Linked DNA regions of Ovis aries: region 2 is linked to region 1. Evidence: chromatin contacts called from public Hi-C data. All regions are on one chromosome and are shown on one strand. Each heading gives the region's core, a stretch centred on a gene start, on an enhancer-like site or on the middle of the called end of the contact. The rest is flanking DNA. Distances are from core to core; before and after follow the strand shown.

What was found. Hi-C and Micro-C count contacts between places; a contact is called where the count stands out from the background.
Region 2: a Hi-C map of tail adipose tissue shows a contact between it and region 1, with 7 times the contacts expected there. The contact joins the enhancer-like site here to the promoter of GPR19 in region 1. A contact is called at or near these places in 2 of 16 Hi-C or Micro-C datasets (hypothalamus and tail adipose tissue).

Annotation. Positions count from the first base shown.
Region 1 is chr3:202,798,198-202,803,442 of ARS-UI_Ramb_v3.0, reverse strand. GPR19 (G protein-coupled receptor 19) reads right to left here and starts at 2,200. Exons shown (of 4, transcript XR_009600284.1): 1 at 1,840-2,200; 2 at 937-1,275.
Region 2 is chr3:203,095,110-203,100,354 of ARS-UI_Ramb_v3.0, reverse strand. The region is part of intron 2 of BORCS5 (BLOC-1 related complex subunit 5); the gene reads left to right. Among named protein-coding and RNA genes, the nearest start is that of BORCS5, 12 kb to the left of the region's middle. Within about 2 kb of position 3,039, at least 6 of the 54 cell types and tissues checked have an H3K27ac peak or open chromatin away from gene starts, as enhancers often do. A contact at or near this core is called in tail adipose tissue, where this site is marked.

The DNA of each region.
Region 1 (5,245 bases), core at 951-3,450:
GCAGCAGAATGAGGAGCTTTAACAAAATACTGATATCTGGGTTCTACTTCCAGAGATTCTGATTGAATTGTTGAAGGTGAAGCCTGGACACTAGGACTTTCTAAAGCTCCCCAGATGATTCTAATGTGCAGGCAAGGTAAAGAATCTAGCCTCAGGTTCTTTGAATACAGATGCTACATTGAGCATGCACATTTTGGTGAGGAGATGGCAGGCATAAATGGTGGGACGCTCAAGGCAGAAACTCTTATTTGTTAAATATACACTATAAGTTATGCTAGTAACTCATGCAGTTGTCAACAATATTTTGTTTCATCTTTACAGTCATCCTATGAAGAAGACACTACTGTTCTAATTTGACACACAGGAAAATCGAGACTCAGAGAGGTCACACAGAGAGACTGTCATACCTTAGCATCAAACTCCAGGTCTGATTCTCAGTTCTATACCCTTTCTGCAACACCGTACTGAGAGATCACACCTCTTACAGTTGGATGATCCCACTCCCTAAAACCAAAATACGAAGGCATCAATGCAGAAACCCTATTCTATTGCATGCGTAGGTTTTTTTTTTTCCGGACATTTTCATGAATGACACACATGTGGCCCCGTTACTAGGTTACACTAGTGTTAATTGCTCAGTCATGTCTAACTCTGTCACCCCATGGACAGTAGCCTGCCAGGCTCCTTTGTCCATGGAATTCTCCAGGCAAGAATACTGGAGTGGGTTGCCGTTTCCTAGGCTATACTATAGGCTCCCAAATGAAGTGAACTGCTCTAGGGAGAACTTCCTGATAGGGGACTACCAGGACTGGACCTTTCTTAATGAAGCATTTCCATTCTATTGATTGATACCTGGATCCTTCTCCTTCACTGCTAACTTAAGTCCTGTGGCTTTCTATACTGAGTGTTTCTTACAGATGAAGCTATATTGCTTACCTACAAGCAATTCCTTTGCTGGTCGACTAAAATCACATAGTGCATCGTTCCTCTGCCTTGTACTCCAGACAGTACATAAAAAATCAAAATATATTCCAAATCAAAAGTTGACTAGAGATTGCTGCCAATATCAAGATGTACTCTCATACCAAGTGACTCTGGAGGCTAAAAAGCAGAATGTATGTACTTTTGTAACAAGCTGGTGTCTTGATAGCTCAGTTCCACCATTCCACTCCATGAAATCCACACTGCATCCTGCCTGAGGTGTGGCTGAAGGGACCCACAGGGCCAGAACACTGCAGGAAGAAACTGAATGCTCGCCCAGGTGACCCACGTATCCTGAGAGAGAAAGAAGTCAGATTAGTCAGTTCTGCCAAGATGCTCCCAGAATTCCCAACTCCTCTACTTCCTCATCCCAACCTCAGTCCTTGCTCAGGACTCTGGCTTCTAGAATCCTCCTTGGCCCACTCACTTAGGGACTCCCCAACTTCCACCGTACTCAAGAGGAACTAAATATGGGGGCATTTCTGTCTTTCTGTTTACAAACACGAACATCTTCACACTATCTGATGGGAAGCGTTCTCTACTGCAGGAGTTCCCGACCTTCAGGCTCTAATGCCGGATGATCTCAGGTGGAGCTGATGCCATCATGATAGAAATAAGGTTCACAATAAATGTAATGAGCTTGACTCATCCTGAAACCATCCCCTGTCCCCCACCCACCATGGAATAACTGTCTTCCACACTAGTCCCTGGTGCAAAAAAAAAAAAAAGTAGTGTTGGGGAACACTCCTCCACTACCAAGAGCTCTGTTTTCCTAGTTTCCCCTCTCCACTGGGCTGTGTAGTTACTGCCTGCCTTCACCGCTTCTATTTTCCCATCTTCTCCTCCCCTCTGCATTACCTTACTTCACAATCCCTCTTGGTCTCCAGGAAAAAAAAAAAGATTTTTTTTTCACGGTCCTTAAAAATTTATTCCTTCTGTCGCGCCCAGGGTTATCTTTCCAAATACATAAAGCCCATCACTCTGGTTTTAAAGCCTGAACGACTCTCCCATGTCCACTCCTTCATTATTCGATTCGCTGAATTCTCAGAGAATTCACGGCAGACGCACAGTAAGGAAAAGAGGAACCACCGTACGAGCATGTGGAGTAGTTACTGCAAAATCTCGAGCAAAGTAGTGTTGTGTGCTTGAATCCATCGCGTCAACGTAAATTATCCTCCGACCTTTCTCGAGGGTCAAACTAGCTTGACTGTTATTCACCAAAAAGTTTCAAAATGTTTTCGCGCTTAAAAAAAAAAAAAAAAAAAATTTAGTCAGGCGCATGCGCAACCGCATACAGTTGTGGGGGGCGGGGTTGCTCTTCGCGCAGGCAAATCTCGCGATGTTTGAGCCAGACCGGAGAGTAGGGTTTTTTTCTCCCCTCCCCTCCACCAAGTGCAGTGATTTAATGCTGTAATCAAATTAAAAATATCAAGACTCCACGGCGAGAACAAACGAGGCTAGAAATAGGCAACATGCCAGCGGCTGTTTTCCCTTCTAGGAAGGGCTTCTTGCGACGCCTCGAAGGCCCCACAAGTTCCTCAGAAACAAAAGTCAGAAGTATGTAAAAACAGAAGAAGCCAACCACTGTATCACCTTAGAGCGGTGTGGAGATTCTTGTTTTTCCATTTTTTACTGTACGAAAAATCCTATTGGCTGCTAGCAAACCAGGTTACACGCCCTTCGCCACTGCGCATGCGCTAGGCTTTGTTTACTACCTCGGACGGCCGCTGGGTCCCGCCTCGAGAGCCTGGCGTGTAAGGACACGTTCTGGGGTGTAGTTGTAGGCCGGGGACACGGATGGGAGGTTGATACCAGGACAGGTTAAGTGTAAGCCTGAAACCAGGGAAAATACGAGCGGTAATGAAAGCTCTTGAACACTCAGAAACCGTTGTCTTGTCAGATCTGTCGTGTACTGAAGGTAATGAACGTGATAGTGCCACTCTTAAATAACTAAGAATTGGTAAGCAGCAACTCTAAGGCCCAAAGCGGAGGTGGAATTTAGGTACTTGTTAAAAATATGGGCTCTGTAATGGAAAAGATGCAAATAACCCTAACGCTTAAGCCCATCTTACTTAAATTTCGAGCAATACCTCCATGATTAAGAATGTCTCTTGCAGCAGAGTCAAGAAGGCAGCCATGCAAATTTTGAAACTAAAAACTGGTGACTCTAGAAGCAATAGCCGGAAAAAGCACCAACCAACAAGCAAATTTTTAAAAAATGGCTTTAAGTTCCCTTCAAAATCAGTTTCAAATGGGTTAGAAGGCTATGATACAAGATGAGAAGATCTGGTGAAACTTTGGTTATATTATAGATATGGCTAGATCCGTTTGAAAACAAGGCAAGTTAAATTTTTTTTTAACGTATTTTTGATGGAAGAGTTCCTAATGGTGAATTTTAATGTGCTCTAAACGGCCTTCAGTTGCTGGTAGATTCAGCTAAACCTAGATCTGTATCTTTGAGTTGGATAATAGCATCTGTATCTTTGAGTTTGCTGTTTACAATTTGGACGTTTTATGGGACTATTTGTTAGATTTCAAATAATTTGAAGACTTTAATTTGTAATAGAAGAAACTTTCTACAAAAGGAAGGTGAGATTTTTAGGTCGTGAAATTAAGTAAGGGAAAAGTATGTACATGTGTGCAAATGGGGCCAAATTTTCAAGGCTCTGGGCACTTCCACCATGGTTCTCAGAGAGCCTTAACCTTAAAAAGTTAACCTCTAGATTTTTCTCATATTTGACGTAATAGTAAAATGTAGTAAATGTAGCAATTTGGATACTTTTAAGGCAACAATTGGTACCAAAGTCAGAAGGAACTTAAAAGTCCTGCTCCATTATCTAAGGTTGCACTCATTCGGTTGAGGTAAGGTGATAGCCAGTTTTCTAAGCAGGATTGAATTGATGTTTTTTTCGTGAAGGAAAAGAAATGTAGATAAGCTGAATTGATTCTTTGTTCACTTATTAAGGTGATTAAGACTGACTCATAAACACTGCTTACTTTGTCAAGGCAGTCAACAACTGTAAAAGAAACTGAATGCTTTTATTGCACATGATGAGATGGTGCTAATGGAAATAGAGAATGGAAATTGGATGAAGAGTTGATACAGAGCTACCAATCCTTTGAGACTACTGGTTCATTTACATGTGATGAAAACGTTAGTGTAAGACCAGTAACTGGTCAAATAAAACTTTTATCTTTGTTCACTGAAAAAAAATCTTTTAATGAGTAAAAGAAACTCACCAGTGAATTGGTTACCCATTCAGTTTGTCATGCAACTCAGGAAATAGACTTCCAGGATTTCCACAGTCAGTAGCTAAAAACGTTATCCATGAAATTAAAAAAAGCTATCCATATTATTTATTTAGCAGCATTCGGAGCATGCTCTACTGTAATTACCCTGACATTGTAAGGCAGTGAGAAAACTGCTGCCTTTTGTAGTCACATTTATGTAAACGTGGGTTCTTAAATTATTGTGACCCCAACATAAGGAACTGCTGAACAAGGAATCGTCTATGCATTCCCAATTACCCCAAATTTGTAGAATCAATACAATATAATCTTACTTATTGCTTCCCTTGTGGCTCAGCTGGTAAGGAATCTGCCTGCAGTGCAGGAGACCTGCATTCGATTACTGGGTTGGGAAGATCCTCTGGAGGAGGGAACAGCTACCCACTCCAGTATTCTGGCCTGGAGAATTCCATGATCTTTATAGTCCATGGGGCCGCAAAAGTCAGATACAACTGAGCGACTTTCACTTTCAATCTTACTTATTAACTGAGTGATAGAATTTTTTTCATGACATAATTTTAAAGATTTTAAAAGTATTAAACATGTTATAGCCAAATTGCAGTTGTTTGTGTGTGAATCTTTATTGGTGAACAAGGGACTGCCAGAGATCTGTGCTGCAGCTTCTAGCCCTGCACTCTTTCAAGTGTTGGGAGTAATTCTAGTACACTTGTCACACCTGAAGAAAGAATACTGCAGTCAGATGGAAGGGAATCATTAGCAAGGGGGGTAGGGGCATATGGGAGAAAAAAGGGTGAACTTTGGTTGTGAATATTTAGCAGTGCCCATTAAAGACATCATCTCTGCTACAATACTCTTGCGACAGCTAGAGAACTCCACCCTAGGCTCTCTGCCATCCTCATCTTTGCCCGGCTGGCTTTACTGCATTTACATCTTTCTGTTCTGCCATCCTCAACTTAGTAGTCTTCTGTCACAGTCTCAGGATGGCTGCCATAGCACCGAACATCATGTTCTCATA
Region 2 (5,245 bases), core at 1,790-4,289, 300 kb before region 1:
GGTCACGCTAAGCCGTAGAGAAGATTTGTGAGAGCAACCTCACTTTGTTCCTCACGCCAGGAAATCTCTGTGCCTGTATCCGTTGTTGTTTCTTTCTGTGAAGTCTCTAAGAAGGCGTGTCTGTGTCTTTTATTAAAGACCCGTGAATAATATGTTTTAAAGAAATTAAGAGAAGGAAACCTATATATAGCATATTTACTCGTGTGCTTATCATTTTAGGAATTCTTAATCCCTTCCTATAGACTGAAGCTTCCATTGATGAAATTTGTTCTTAGTTTGAAGAGCTCCTTGTAGCATTTCTTACAGTGCGGGTCAGCTGGACGCAAATTCTTTCTGTTTTTATTTATATAAGAATGTTGGTTTTGCTCATTATTGTTATAAGGTTTTTTCCTTTTTTTTTAATGATGACTGTGTTTTTGAGGAGATATTGTGAGACTGGGTAATTTTGTTTTTCAAGACCATTTCTTTCACCAGTTATAATATTCATTGATATTTCTTGCTTGAATTCATTGTACAGTGATGGTTTCCAAATAGGGGTTTTCTGACTTTATCATTCCTTCTACATTTATTGGTTTGCATTTTACTGTAAGGAAGACCCTTCTCTTCTCCCCAGTATTTATTCATTTATTTAAGTGGAACAGTGAATTCCTATTTTATTCAGTGGGTTATGATCTGTTAAAGTGATTACACTCAGCCTTCCATATCTGTGGGTTCTGCACCCACAGATTCACCCAAGGGCAGACTGAAAATATTTCAGGAAAAAAAATTCCAGAAAGTTCCAGAAAACAAAACTTGAATTTTTCTGAGTACCAGCAACTACTTACATAGCATTTGCATCAATTTCCATAGTATTTGCATTGTATTAGAAACTATAAGTAATCTAGAGATGTTTTAAAGTATATGGGAGCACTGCGTAGGTTATGTACAAATATTACACCAGTTTATATAAATGACTTGAGCATCCAGGGACTTGGTAACTGTCAGAGTCCTGGAATTAGTGCCTCCATGGACACCAAGGGACGACTATTCGTTTTCAATCTCAAAATGCTCCAAATTTGGCCAGTTGAAATACTGTCAGTTTAGCTTCCTGTGTTCTTTTCATGTGCTCTCATTATTCTTTGAGCATATTTTTAATTTCTGGCACATTATAATGTTCCGGAGTTACTTTGTTCTTCTCTGGCCCCAGCACTAGAACTGAGTATTTCTTTAGGAGTGCTGTTCTTTCAGTGGAGAGGGGTGTTTAGAAACCGCTTCCATACCTTCTCAGTGTTTAAGCAGGAAATATACACATGTGTATATATACAAACTCACACATTAACATCAGTATTTATTTTTATATTTACTTATATATATTGAAAGAGGAGAGGGAAAAAGTTTGCTTAAAACTCAACATTCAAAAAACTAAGATCAGGGCATCTGGTCTCATCACTTCATGGCAAATAAATGGGGAAACAATGGAAACAGTGACAGAGTTTATTTTCTTGGGCTCCAAAATCACTGCAGATGGTGACTGCAGCCATGAAATTAAAAGACGTTTGCTCCTTGGAAGAAAAGCTATGACCAACCTAGACAGCATATTCAAAAGCAGAGACATTACTTTGCCAGCAAAGGTCTGTCTAGTCAAGACTGTGGTTTTTCCAATAGTCGTGTATGGATGTGAGAGTTGGACTGCAAAGAAAGCCGAGCGCCGAAGAATTGATGCTTTTGAACTGTGGTGTTGGAGAAGACTCTTGAGAGTCCCTTGGACTGTAAAGAGATCAAATCAGTCAATCCTAAATAAAATCAGCCCTGAATATTCTTTGGAAGGACTGATGCTGAAGCTGAAACTCCCGGTACTTTCATCACCTGATGCAAAGAACTGACTCGTATGAAAAGACCCTGATGCTGGGAAAGATTGAAGGCAGGAGGAGAAGGGAACGTCAGAGGATGAGATGGTTGGATGGCATCACCGACTCAATGGACATGAGTTTGAGCAAGCTCCAGGAGTTGGTGATGGACAGGGAAGCCTGGCGTGCTGCAGTCCATGGGGTCACAAAGAGTCAGACACAGTTGAGCAACTGAACTGAGCAGATATATATTGAAAAGGATGAGTTCATGCTTATGGGCTCCACATGGTCTTTGATCTGAAGGTTTATAGCTTTTTAGCAAATACTTTGGCCATTATTTCTTCAGTATTTTTCCTGTTCTTGCCTTTCCCAGTTTCTGTGTTTGACTAGTTTTGGTGTTTTCTCACACCGATGCACCATTTTTGGTGTTTTAGTTGTTTTTCTTTCTGTCCTGCTTTGGATAGCTTTTATTGCTATGTTTCCAGGTCCAGTGGTCTTTTTTTCTGTTGTGTCTGTGCTGCCCTCAATCCCATCCAACGTATTTTTGGTGGTGGTGGTGATTTAGTCTGACTGTTGCGTGTCTGACTGTTGCGACTCCATGGACTGTAGCCTGCCAGGCTCTTCAGCCCAGGGGGTTCTCCAGGCAAGAATATTGGAGTGGGTTCCCATTTCCTTCTCCACGGGATATTCCTAATCCAGGAATCGAACCCAGGTCGCATGCATTGCACGCAGATTCTTTACTGACTGAGCTATGAGGGGAAATGTATTTAATTTCAGATAATTGTGTTTTTCAGCTTTTGATTTTACTTCCCCCTATTAAAAAAACACTTCCATTTCTTTATCGTGCTTATGTTCATTTGTCTCTTTTTTGAACATATCAGATATTTTTATATTAACTCTTAACTCTTGTCAGTCTATCATTTCTGGATCTTTCTTTTTTCCTAAACGAATGAGCTTTCCCAGGTCACATTTTCCCATTTTCCTACTTTTTTCATGCCTGGAAATTTTTTTACCATATGCCAAACATTGTAAATCTTGTCTTTAGATGCTGGATTTTGATTCCTTTAAAGGATGTTGGACTTGGTTCTGGCATTAGTTGTCATCAGTTTGGTTCTTTCTAGGCTTGCTTTTGAGTTTGGTTAAGTCTCATCTAGAGCAGCCTAGCCTGGTTTATTAAGCCTCCCTCACAAGGCAGTACCCTTCTGATCATGCTGCCTACTGCCTTGTGTATTATGACATCTTTCCACTCTGGCTGCTGGGAACATGAACTACTCTGAGCCCTATGTGAGTTTCAGAAATTATTTGGCTTACTGCTGTCCTGGGCCTTTCTCCAACCTTGTGAAATTTCAGCCCATAAATTGTTAGGTTAGTGCCAAGTGTTTGGGGGTGCCCTGTGCACTCTTCCAGAGTGTGCTCATGGAATACCCTCCCCTCCCATCTTCTGTCGTGTAAGTGCTAGACATCTTCATCCTGGCAAGCTCTGTCCCTCTTCAGCTCACTGTGGCTGCTCTTGCTCCCTGGTTTGCATCCTGGGAGCTGCCTTCCAGCAGGAAGCTGGGGAAGCAATAGAGCCCACTTGTCTCCCTTCTCACGGGGCTCACAGTAGCACACTGCCTGTTACACAATATCTGAAAAGAGTGTTTTGCGTATTTTCTCTGGTTTTCTAACTGTCTATGGAAGGCATAATAGCAGGTAATCCTTCATGGGCAAGAAGAGAAATCCTCCCCAAAGATGCTTTTTAATCCGTGTTTTTCTGTCAGTTGCCACTTCTTCATTTTGCTTAAGCCTCTCTTGCCCACAGCTTTTGATTACTACACTGGGCATTCATCTCTGGAAAATCCTGGTAAACTCCTGTCCAGGTTCTAGTAGTCCTCCAGAGAGTGGAGGTACTAAGAGTGTAAGACGCAGCTGCTGCCCTTTGAGAGCGTGTCGTTTTGTTAGTTATTTCGGCAGGTGAATAACTCATAGAGTTATAGTATGTGTAATACTGGCCAGGACCCAACAGACTAGGTAGGCACGGAGGAGAGACTCATTAATTTGACCTGGAAATTTAGGGTAGGCTTCACAGAGGAAGTAACACTTCAGCTGCGCTTCCAGAAATGAATGGAAGGTAGCCACCTTGAGAAGACAGGGTCAAGGAGGGGATTCATGGTTTAAAATCTTTCAAGTAAATATTGGTTGGCCAAAAGGTTCACTCACATTTTTCCCGAATGAACTTTTTTGGCTAACTTACTAAAGAGAAATAAAAGATGCCTAAAGAGTTCTTGACTAAAATTACATCTCAGACATACTGCTTGAATTTTCTGTTCTTAGCCAATGTATGCAGGTTACCCAAATGTATGTGGATTAAATTCTGATTTTAATTTTAAACCGTATGACAATAATTTACTGGAATAATTATTAGATAGTTTATGTACTGACTATTCATTCTGTTCTATTTCTTTAAACTTTTAATTTGTGTTATGTTATGATTTGAAGCAAAATATACATGGTTTATTTTACTTTAGCTAGAACCCAAGGATATATCTTTTGGCTTCGGGAGACGATGAAGGACAGGGAGGCCTGGCAGGCTGCAGTCCATGGGGGCGCAGAGAGTTGGACACAACTTAGCGACTGAACAACAACGACGGATCTATCTTTCTGAGCAATAACTTTCCCTGCCTGAGTCAGCCTTTTACCCTGGAATATGGCACTGAAGATGGGTGTACAGTATATATTTCCTTTCAAGGTTCTAGTTTTGTCAGTAGTTTCTGCTCAGTGACAGCCTGGAGAAAGTCTAAGGCTGAACAGTATAAAATTTTGTTAGTCATTTTCAATTTTTCTTTTTTTCCAAAACTCACATATAAAAATTCTTCTATTTTAAAACACTCTGGCATTTAAGACTGAAATAGTTTTTCAGGAAAGTCAAAGTTTAAAAGGTATTTGCAGAATTTTGAAAAAATTCGATTTCTCCCAGCCCCTAAATTTTAACTGATTATTAGACATTACTTTGATGTTAATTTAATCATATTTGGAATTGGTACTACATAAGGTTCCTCACTCTGAGCACAAGTGGAAGCCACATGCTTTTTTTTAGAACTGTATACTTCATACGTTTGCTTATTCATTTAACCAAATTCATTAAGCTCTTGCTGTTCATTGGATATTGTTGGGCTAGACACACAAAAACAAAAACCATAACTCCTTCCCATGAAGAGCTCACAGGTTTAGTGAGGGAAATATATATACATATATATATAGTTTTATAAAGATTCATATGTATGTTCTTTTAAAAAATGTTTTATTGTATAGTTGCTTTTCAATGTTGTTTCTACTGTACAGCAAAGTGAATCAGCTATACATATACACAGTATCCTCATTTTTTTGGATTTCCATCCCACTTAGGTCTCCGGGGAGCATTAAGGAGAGTTCCCTGTGAT